Regions from separate parts of the Zea mays genome. Here region 2 is linked to region 1. Evidence: chromatin contacts called from public Hi-C data. All regions are on one chromosome and are shown on one strand. Each heading gives the region's core, a stretch centred on a gene start, on an enhancer-like site or on the middle of the called end of the contact. The rest is flanking DNA. Distances are from core to core; before and after follow the strand shown. Region 1 holds the start of LOC103627164 (F-box protein At5g50450). Region 2 overlaps LOC100285117.

Region 1 (5,253 bases), core at 577-3,076:
TATATATTTTAGAAATGGAAATATATATATCTAGGCGATTACACGAAGGAAAACAAAACTACTGTCTGACAGAAAGTTAACTGAGAACATAGGATAGGAGAGGTGTAGTAGCTAGCGCTGGTGAATAGCTAGCGGGCCGGCTCGTCGACGCATGTCTACTTAGGAGCAGGAGCATCAGCAGCAGCACCACCGAGATTGTTGTGGTGAGTGGCGCTATTATTGTTGACAGCGGGCATAGCAGCAGCATTGGCGCCGTCGTCGGCATTGACGACGGCGTGGTTGGCAATGGCTTCCATGAGCCACTGGTGCGTGGGGACGCACTCCCGCGTGTGGCCCATCCTCCAGTGCAGCGACTGGCAGGAGCGGGAGCAGTAGCGCGCGATGCCGCAGACGGGGCAGCGGCGGTACTCGAGGCCCCGCGTCTCCGGGCGGCCGCAGGTGGGCATGGAGCACATGAGCAGCAGGCGCCGCGGCGGGAACGGCAGCGGGTTCGCCGAGAACCAGTCGCACAGGAACCGGTTGGCCGGGTGCGCCCACCCCCGCAGGCTGGCCGGCACGGTGGTGAAGCAGCCGAGCTCGCTGGTGAGGCACCCGGGGTTGCCGACCACGTGGGCGTACGCCACCGCCTGCTCCGCCGCGGTCGGGTACGTGGCGCGGAACTCCCGCAGGTTGGCCGTGAAGGTGAGGCGGCGGCCGGCCTCGGCGTCCTGCCGCACGCCCAGCCCGTTGCTGACGCAGAAGGCCAGGTCGCGCAGCGCGCCCATGTGGCCGCGGCACGCCGCCAGCGCGAACAGGTTCGCGGCCGCCAGCGGCTGCCTCTGGTTGTGGTCGATGCAGCTGCCGTTGTAGTAGACGACGGCCGCGGCGAAGGCGGCGTGCGCGTGGCCCGACCGCACCGCCATCAGCATGCGGGACCACCCATGGGTCTGGAGCCCCAAGCAGTAGAACTGGATCTGTGTGTGTCGATCGGGTGCGTGCAGACAGAGAGAAGCCGAAAGATCCCCGATCGATGGACATGGATGCATCCATCAATCGATCAGTATGTATTCACTTCAGTTTATGTGATGTGCGTTCGTTGTCCGCGTAGTAGACTACTAAAGACAAGCACGCAGGACCACTTATAGTACTCGGGAGACGGGAATGAGACACACGGGCCGGGACGACGCACCATGCCGAGGAAAAAGTTGGCGTCCGCGTTGCCGTTGTCGCCGCAGAAGCGGAGGAAACGGTCGGCGGCTGCGCACCACCTGCGCGGGAGCACGGACACGCACGCCGCCGACGCCGCCCGGATCACCTGCGGGTTAGTCACCAGCCTGCAGAACTCCTGGCACCTGCATGCCATGGTTCGAAGCGGAGCTAGTAATAATCAACAATTAATTACTCCAAGCATGCATGGGCTCGTCCATGTCATGCTGTGCCTTCTTCCAGCAGAATCAGAGAGCAAACCAAAAAAAAAAACATGTAGCTAGCTAGGCTAGGATGCATGGGGTCCGGCCGGCGCGTGCACGTACACAAGCATGACGTTGAAGAGGTCGGCGGGCTTGTCCGCGGCCGACGACAGGGCGGTGAGCACGGAGAGGATCAGCTCCTGGGGCAGCACCTCGAACGCCCCCATCTGGTTCGCCACAACCCGTGGCGCCGCCCCCACCCGAGGCCTCTTCGCCTGCAGACACAGACTCACCATACTGCCAGTAGCTAGTGCTCCTTTCACTCCGATCCTCGGAGTGAAGAGAGAAGATGGAGATAGTTAAGCGGAGGCTGGCCATGGCGGTGCTATTTATAGCGAGGGGAGGAGGCGGGGTGGGCACGCAGATGCGGCGCGCGGCCAGTTTACCCAAAACCCCTGCTGCCCCCCGGGGTCGCGCGCCGTTAGTTAGGATCGACGGCATGTCCTCCGTCCGGGACAGCCGTTCGCCTGCTGCTTCGAATCGAACGTTTTGCATGCCCCCCAACAGGCCCACGGCCTTCCTAAGCTTGTTCGTACGTGGGCGCTCTTGCGTTAACTTTGGCCACCACTAAGACACTGAATTTTAAACATATATGCGATTTAATAGTTCATTAGAAAGATGAGAAATAATGTTAAAACATATATATAGTCACTTCATTATATGTTAAAACAAATTACGATGCGAAATGTTAAAACATACCACAAGAATGATAGATGTACTTTTACTGGAAACAATTCAAACATGCCACAAGAGCATATTAGAAAAGAACATGTAGCTAGATTGTGTGGTACGGTATTTGACAAGAACAACATGTAATATATAGTCACATGGGGACATTTTAAACCTGCCATCATAGATGGAAACACCTAAAAACAAATTTGAGTAGCAACAACACCTGTCTAGCAAATCCTTTCCTTGATCAAGCAAGAGGCGGACCGCTGTATTGACGTCGGAGACTCTAAGTTAGACAGCTTATTCGTGAGTAATCGCCTAAGCCCCATCTTTAATTTGCTAGGGGAGCAACCCGAATTGTAAAACAACACCCTGCCCATAGTAGTGTGTCCTTGCAACTTCAACATTTTCTCGATCTTCATCCAAAGATGCACAAACTTCTTTGCATGCTTTCGAAAAAAGAATGACAACAAAATTATATAGTGTTTTGCCATAGCAACAATTCAATTGTGCAACAAGAACCATCCAAACATAGATTGAGTGATCGTTAAGAAATTATCAGAGGAATTACAACAAAATCTCATAGAGAAAATGCTATCAACATAAAAGAATATTAAAAATATAATTTGAAAAATACAGGTTCGCCATGAGAACAATTAAAAATACCCCAATACAAAACTGTATTGATACAATATTCCTTATTAGTTCTTGATATTATATAAACCAAGGTAGTGTAGCAAAATATGTTGTATGACCGCGAGCAACTTGTGCTTATAGATAACGCCTCTTGTACTAATAATTTATGTGGTGGGGATGATAGTAGTTTCTATTATACATCTAATATATAATAGCTTGTGCACAAACAGTGTAGCAACTTTGCAGAACTTCATTTGTAGGTTAGGTTAACATCGCTGACATATAAATTGATAGTAAGAATAGTATTCCCAAAAGTATACAATATGGATCATGTTATGTTAGATTTATGATAAACATTGCAAAACAAAGATTAATGCCAAATAAAGAAAATGTTCATATTTGTAGGGATAATGGACTAGTATCGCACAATGCAAACTTCTTGCATGCTAACGTCAGTCATCAATCCACATCACGACAAAAAAACTCATCATTTCACCCCATGCACGTGTATCCTCAAACCACACAAAAAGTTGCATCTACTTAGGGTATCCACAACGGTTACTAAACTGATAGCTTACATACGGTTTCATCTGGCATAATGGAGGAGAATAACACGCTAGCGTGTCTAAACTCACTAGTCTACATGAACCACAAAAAAGCTCTATCTCTCAAATCGAATGCTCTATGTAGAGTCACGTCATACTTCTTGTATTTTTTATTGTTTTCAGTGTCTACCCAATTACATTAGCGATTTGGCATTACCATTGAGAATGTCCTTAGCCCATATGCGGGACAACCGCAAAAGAAGAGAAAGAGTATAGTAACATATATGTAGAAGGCCCAAGTTTTATAAATGGAGAAAATAAAACCAATAAGTGACAAGTGAACTCGTCTAGAAAGTGACGCACATGGGCCTTGAGAATGTGTGCCCAAATGATCTTATTTGGCCCACATGATTGTGAGCATAAAGTGCTTATAGGGTGGGTGGCATTTGTTTCCCTCCATTTGGATGATGGGCCAAATGATTTCCATGAAAAAACATCCTTCATTAAATGTTTTGTGACACTATGGACCTTATGTTGTGGATCATTCAAATGTTTGAATGCTTCTTGTTAACATAATTGAACCCAAGACTCTTGTGTTATGAGTAGTTGACCATGTTTGTGTAGAACCCCCATTCTCTAATGTGCTTGTATGTATAATGTGGGTGTTTAGTCGTCACTAAATATGCATCAGGAAGTTACAAACAAAAGATTATACTTTGATTAGAAGTGAGAAGCTTAGTAAGTTTAAATGTCCCAACCATACCAATCATGGTGTTTAAGAGTTGAGGTGATATTTAGGGTCTGCAAACAAAAAGGTTTGGGCTTAGTTGGAGCAGAGCTGGCTTTAAAGCGCAAAAATGGTTAGAGGTAGAGAATGCACCTTGAATTGAACTCAAGTGAGGCTTGTGAGTGAAGAGGTGGATAAGAGGATATGTTAGGATTGTGGGTCATATGCATGGCCGAAGTCGAGCTCTCGGAGGCTAGCATGTTTTTGGCTAACGGATTAGGGATGTGGTGTGAGCATTGGGAGGCTAGAGACGAGAGTGAATGTATGGAAATAAAGGGGGGAGAGAGAGCACGTGAGATAGAGAGATATTTGACAAATGGATCAAGTGACAATTTAGTCTCTAGTACGTTGTTATTGCAGTCTCGCAATAGGAGTGATAACATTTTCAACGGTGGAGTAATTTCTATAACATTCGATGGCACGCTAAGGATTTTTGTGTGTTTTTAGTATGCATACATTATTCACAAATTTTCTATCTTTTTACAAAGTGTAAAAAAGGTTTTGCATATTTTGTATATTTTCTATATGCATCAACTCACAAACAATCTATTGAAGCAACAAAAATTATTATACTCCCGAATTAGAGAAGAGAATAGAATGCCAATATCAAACATGAACGAGTTTGCACGAGTAGAAACGTATGTGCCTCATCGTGAACACTAATTAAACACCTTTTCTCCGTTGGTAACACGACAGGGTTCCGTTCAATCATCATGCTAACGTCGTACACTTGGCACCGTTATCACCTACACGGCGTTAGCATTTTTGACAAGTCTGCCCTTCCACACGTGAATGCTACATTAAATTTTGGCAGCGAGTGGTATCCTTGTTCTAGTCGTTGTCAAGGAAAGCATTTTTTTGTCTATTCGTTTGAGGTTTTCTCTTCCTTATCAACAGGTGGCCCTATTTGGCAAGGTGTTACCCGCATTTAACGATATGCATAGCAAGAATTTAAAGATGAATTTGAAATTTGAGCTAGGTTGCAACACGTAGAGGAGGTACGTATAGGAGCATGAAAGTGTGATTATTCACAAAACTTTGCACGACTATGTGTTTGTGCCTGGTTGTGCTTGTATCGCTAACAATATATAGTACTATATATGTTATGAATAATCTATATATAGTATTGTATGTGTTATGAATAATCTCAACTTCGATTCTCTTC
Region 2 (5,046 bases), core at 1,566-4,065, 280 kb after region 1:
TGCTCATTTTTAGTCATCTAGATACTTTCCCTTTTGATTACTAGCCACTAAATTATTCATCCTTATAGAACCCCTCAAATCTTAGCAATGCTAGAGTTTAGAATTGACAGCTCTAGAGGTCCATCAAGGTTCATTATGTTCTCACTTCCCACTTCTATTTTTTAGCTAACATGAAACTCATCAGTGTTTGAATTGGTTCAACATTAATGGGTGTCTTCTATCTCTATTCATATCATGTTCGAGGATTTTGTTTTGTCACTTGTAGTTAATTTCAGCGTCTTCCTCATGTTTTTTGGTGTAGGAGAGGGTTCCACGAAGTCATGTTGTTGGATGGATGGCTTCTGAATGTGGTTCTCATACATACGTACGTACGTACATACATACACACACGCGCGCGCGGGGGGGTGACTTGTTGGGGTGCTCGTTGGCGCATAATGGACTCGTACTGTAGAATGGGGTAATTATGGAATAATACTGGTTTAAACTAAGTTACACAAAGATCCACACCCACTAGAGGGGTTGACATGTGGGCCTGCCGCGTAGACGAAGGGCCCACTAGATTCTTGTTAGTTGTTCGCAGTCTTCTAACTCCTATTCTCCAAGGCCTTCGTCCCAAGGTCTTCGATGTTGCCCCATCCTTTGGAACGACGTCGTGAGGGAGCGGTTGCCCGTCGATAGATCTAAGCCTTTGCCTTGGTCTAGGTTGGCCGCTCTAGAGCGAGGGAGGAGAGCGTGCTCTTGAGGGCCTTTGACCCCTTTGACCCAACGTCTCTGTTGTTGATCGAGCCCCCTTTGCCCATGGACCCTGAGTCGAGCAGACTGTCGTATTCTTCGTTCCTAGAACCTATTTGCGTTGTTCTTGTACCCTGCGTACGCAAACGGGGTCAACGATGAACATGATTGAGGTTACGTTCGACCTTCGCCCTAACAGTAGTCCCCCGAGGGGAGCCTCAACTTGATGGGTCGATCCTGAAGTCTTGCACGAAGGATGTGAATGTTGTCCTCGATTGTCAATTGAGCTGATCCGGGGGCAGGAGATTTGACCATTAATGTACGGTTTTGTGGCCATATATAAGGTAAGACAGTAGTAGGGTTTTTACACCTACTCTCACGACTTTTACTGTTGCACCTTTCCACTCACGCTTTTTTTATCGTCTATGCTCTACCGACGGCGATTGCCGTCGCTCGACAACTAGACTAGCGAGGATCAAGACAGTTGGATGAAGCCACTCCCAACATGCCATGGAACCTGCTTCTTCCCCTCTCACCGACCCTACCAGTTCCATCGTGTCACCGGTTAAATTAACCCCGACGAATAGTTCAACTTCCTCGGGCTCGGATGACATCGTACTTCCACCAATGGATGACATCTTCAAGACTTTGATAGTTAGGAATGGGGAGACTTTCGAGCTTGGACAGTCCTGGCACTTGGAGCGCTGAATTAGAGCGATGGAGCGCATGGGATATTTTCTAGCGACGGCTGGTTAGGCCTCCGGATTGGAGGCTTCATCGTAGCCATGAGGAGGGTGGTTTTCGAGGACTTTTTCGTTGATGGCCTTCACCTGTTGTACCATGACTTCGTGGTTGAGGTATTGGAGAAGTTTGGAGTTCATCTTCATTAGCTCACTCCCGATGCCATTATCACGCTCAGCAAGTTTGTGTGAGCGACGATGACCTATGGAGGGTCTCCATCTGTTGAGATTTTTACCAATAACTATTGTTTGCATTAGCAGAAGAAGACAGTGGATAAGTTGGTGCAGCGGTTCGGTAGTTGTATGTTTACATCGAAGACAGGGAAGACGAAGGGCAACGTGACCGAACTTGTGCCATGCGCCATGAATGGCTAAATATTTGTTCCAATTCTACATTGAAATAAACCTTGAATGTCTTAATATTTTTTGTTGTTGTGTGTTAAAGTTAACCTTAAATGGGTAAAGAAAAACTTGAATTGCTGCATATTTGTTCCTGATGTATGTTGAAGTAAACCTTGAATGGTCGAAGCAAACTTTGAATTGCTGAAGTAAATCTTGAATGACTGAACTATGACTAAATATTTGATGTTATGTATTGCGGACGACGGACGGATCAACTCATTTAATCGCGTGTAGCTGGTGCGATTGGTTCTCTAGTTGGTTGCTTCCCAGTGTATCAATCAGTTAGGTCTTGTTCGGTTTGTTGGGGATAAAATAAATTCCATCATGGATTTAATCCAAAGCTGGATTGGGTGAATCCATACCCCTCACCCAATCCCATACTAGAATTAAATCCATGACTCTAATCCAAACATGTTGTTCGTTTAATCCAAACATGAGAGGCGTGCCATCGCCCTCGGGGAGACGACCATGTCGTCGCCTCGTGGGTTTTATTCCAGAGGGAGCTAGGTCTGGATGCAATCCTGGTCATCCCTACTGAAAAAAAATCCAGGTGGTTGGGCCAGAATCCATAGATAGGCTGACCGAACAAAAAAATTAAATTGGTCTAGTTTTTTATGGGCTTGAAATGTGGCCTGGATTGAACCCTGATCCAGGTGAATCCAGGCCGGGATGGATTTAACCAAACAAGGCCTTACCTGGTGGGCTGCTTCGGTTGGATCCGGTGAGCTGGTAAGCCATTTAATTTATCTCCTATGTTCATTTTCTAAAGAAAAGAAACCTACATTTAATTTGATTAAATATTACCACAAATTATAAGGTTTCACTTCTATCGCTATATGTACTATTTAAGTTAAAGTTTATCCACACGGATTGGGATCCTCGGCAGTCGATTGCTCTCACGCGTCGACGCTGGGAGACCCCACCTGTCAGCTTCCTGGCAGTCGACTGCGTGACTGCCGAGGATCCGGATCCACAAGCCTATCTGCATGATGTCGAGCGTTGCATCCCTCCCAACTCCCACCGCGAAAATAATACCGTGAAAAAAACATGTGTGGGGCGCTGGATTTTCCCAAGACGTCGAAGTAAAAAACTCGACTTGCGGGGGTAAGACAGCCCCGAGTATTGTATTATAAGAAGAAGACCTTCTCAGAGAGGTCGAGAAAACTCCCGAACCCCTGCTCCACCCATACAAACTAGCATCGAAGCCCATGTGAGAACGACCGCGACCGAGGACGAGCCTTAGACCTTATGCTTTGGCGTGTGGCAGACGAGGAGATTTTTTAACCACAGCCTAAAATTCGCTCCCACAGATAGTCGTACCCAGGACCTGAGGAGTGCTACTCAGACCACCTAACCAATTCAACTAGACGCCAGTTCGCTTCCAAGACGTCGAAGTAGTAAGCCATGGCATCTAACCACTAGAGTTCATTAACTTTTGTGATATAAAAAATAAATATTGTAAATATTGTAATAAGCCATGGCACAACACAGTTCTCCGACCAAACCGACATGGGTTCAGTTTGATTCATGTCAAGCTAGGCTGGGCTGCAACACTATTAAATGGACCGTACCTCAGATAGCCCATCAGTCACGCCCCATTTTGTGATCTATAGTCTAGTACCTCCACCCTCATTATCCCTGATCTCGCAAGCGTGAAAAAAATCGAGAAAAAACTTCATCTTGTCTTACCCCACATCATATACCTCGTTGTCTATTGTCTCCGCCTCTCCTTACCACATCGCCGCCCATCGTCTCTAGGGCAAAATCGTGGGTGCACCAATTCACGCGATCCGACCCCTGGAGCGTGTGTTTAGATATGCGCGAGGTGTACTGCCGGACCCGCGAGCCGATAAGGATGACATCGTCACACACCTAACTCAAAATTGGTTTGGTTTGATCTAGAGGCGTGCTGACTACCGGTTTGCATAGACCCTGTCCTAGTTCTCGGTTGTCTTCCTTTGATGCAATCTAGAAATCTATAAGTTTAGATCGTGTTTGAATAAATATCTCATTTAAGTAAGGTCTATCTAATTGATATATAAAAACCGTAAAAATGCACGAGTCTGCACTAGTAAATCAAAATATAGTAGCATATAGCATGTGCTAACGCTACGATTCCGCGAAAGGGAAGGCAAGTGTCGACTGTGGCACGAGTGAGGGGAAGGGGACATCAGGGTCACGTGGGAGAGGGATGAAGAATGATTTAAATAATATTATCCACTGAATTTGAGTGATTAATAAAGAGAATGTTATCCAGCAATATGAAACGTTGATTTTAATGATGTGTTAAGCCTGAGTTCAATTTATTTGGTAAATTTAGTGGAGGTTATAGATGTGAGGTGATTTGTTTAGATGTATTTTATAAAGTGTAAACTGGTAAATTATATAATGGTATAAATAAGCGGGCAGCACACAGACCACATACATATTTTTACATTCAATTGCACCTCGTGTATGCGGCATGCCGCTCTATCGGTGGGTTTAGGATTTCCAATTCAAAACTGAATTGTTACCAGAAAATTTATTTTGTTCAAGCGCAGGATATGCTGCAAAATCCGATAGCAACATAGCACAATACCAAGACGCTATAAAGACTTACTTTAGTATACTCCTTCAGTCCAAAAAGATTATAAAGCTCACTTTTCCAGACTTGAATGAACTCAAGTTTGACAAGTAATAAGTCATTTGATTAAATCACATAATAAATTTTGGTAGTAAACTTGTTTATATAGATATGTAAATAATATTTCTATAGATCTAGTAAAACTTATGATTGATTGACAACTGAAAAAACAAGATTATCTTTCTTTTTGAGACAGTGGAAGCAACTATTAGACAAGTCAAGTTTAACAGTACAGTACACGTGAATACTTCGCCCTCAAGTCCTCAACCCACACAACCAACAAATACGTGTAGTACTCATCAGATCTATACAACGATAAACACTCACCTGAAAAAGGACAGAAGGTGAGCACAGATACCCTGCTCAACTAACAGTTGATGCAGTCTATCTCTTCAACACTGCTGTGCATGAAGTAACCCACACAAACTGCAACCAATACTATTACCGGGATCAATAGCCTCAGCACAAGCCACAGCGTGGAACCCTTGCTACCATCGGCAGTGAAGAATCTCCTAAGCATTTCCGCCAGTGGCCATAAGAGCTCACGCT

Evidence for each region. A called contact is a pair of places that touch in the nucleus more often than the background predicts.
Region 2: a Hi-C map of tassel shows a contact between it and region 1, with 2.7 times the contacts expected there. The contact joins the enhancer-like site here to the promoter of LOC103627164 in region 1. A contact is called at or near these places in 2 of 25 Hi-C or Micro-C datasets (endosperm and tassel).

The regions. Positions count from the first base shown.
Region 1 is chr5:164,600,265-164,605,517 of Zm-B73-REFERENCE-NAM-5.0, forward strand. LOC103627164 (F-box protein At5g50450) reads right to left here and starts at 1,827. Exons shown (of 3, transcript XM_008647468.4): 1 at 1,512-1,827; 2 at 1,169-1,331; 3 at 1-953. The coding sequence starts at 1,684. The coding sequence ends at 156.
Region 2 is chr5:164,874,961-164,880,006 of Zm-B73-REFERENCE-NAM-5.0, forward strand. It overlaps LOC100285117, which reads right to left. Exons shown (of 12, transcript NM_001158012.2): 12 at 4,586-5,046. The coding sequence ends at 4,865. Among protein-coding and RNA genes, the nearest start is that of LOC100285117, 20 kb to the right of the region's middle. Within about 2 kb of position 2,816, at least 7 of the 20 cell types and tissues checked have an H3K27ac peak or open chromatin away from gene starts, as enhancers often do. A contact at or near this core is called in tassel, where this site is marked.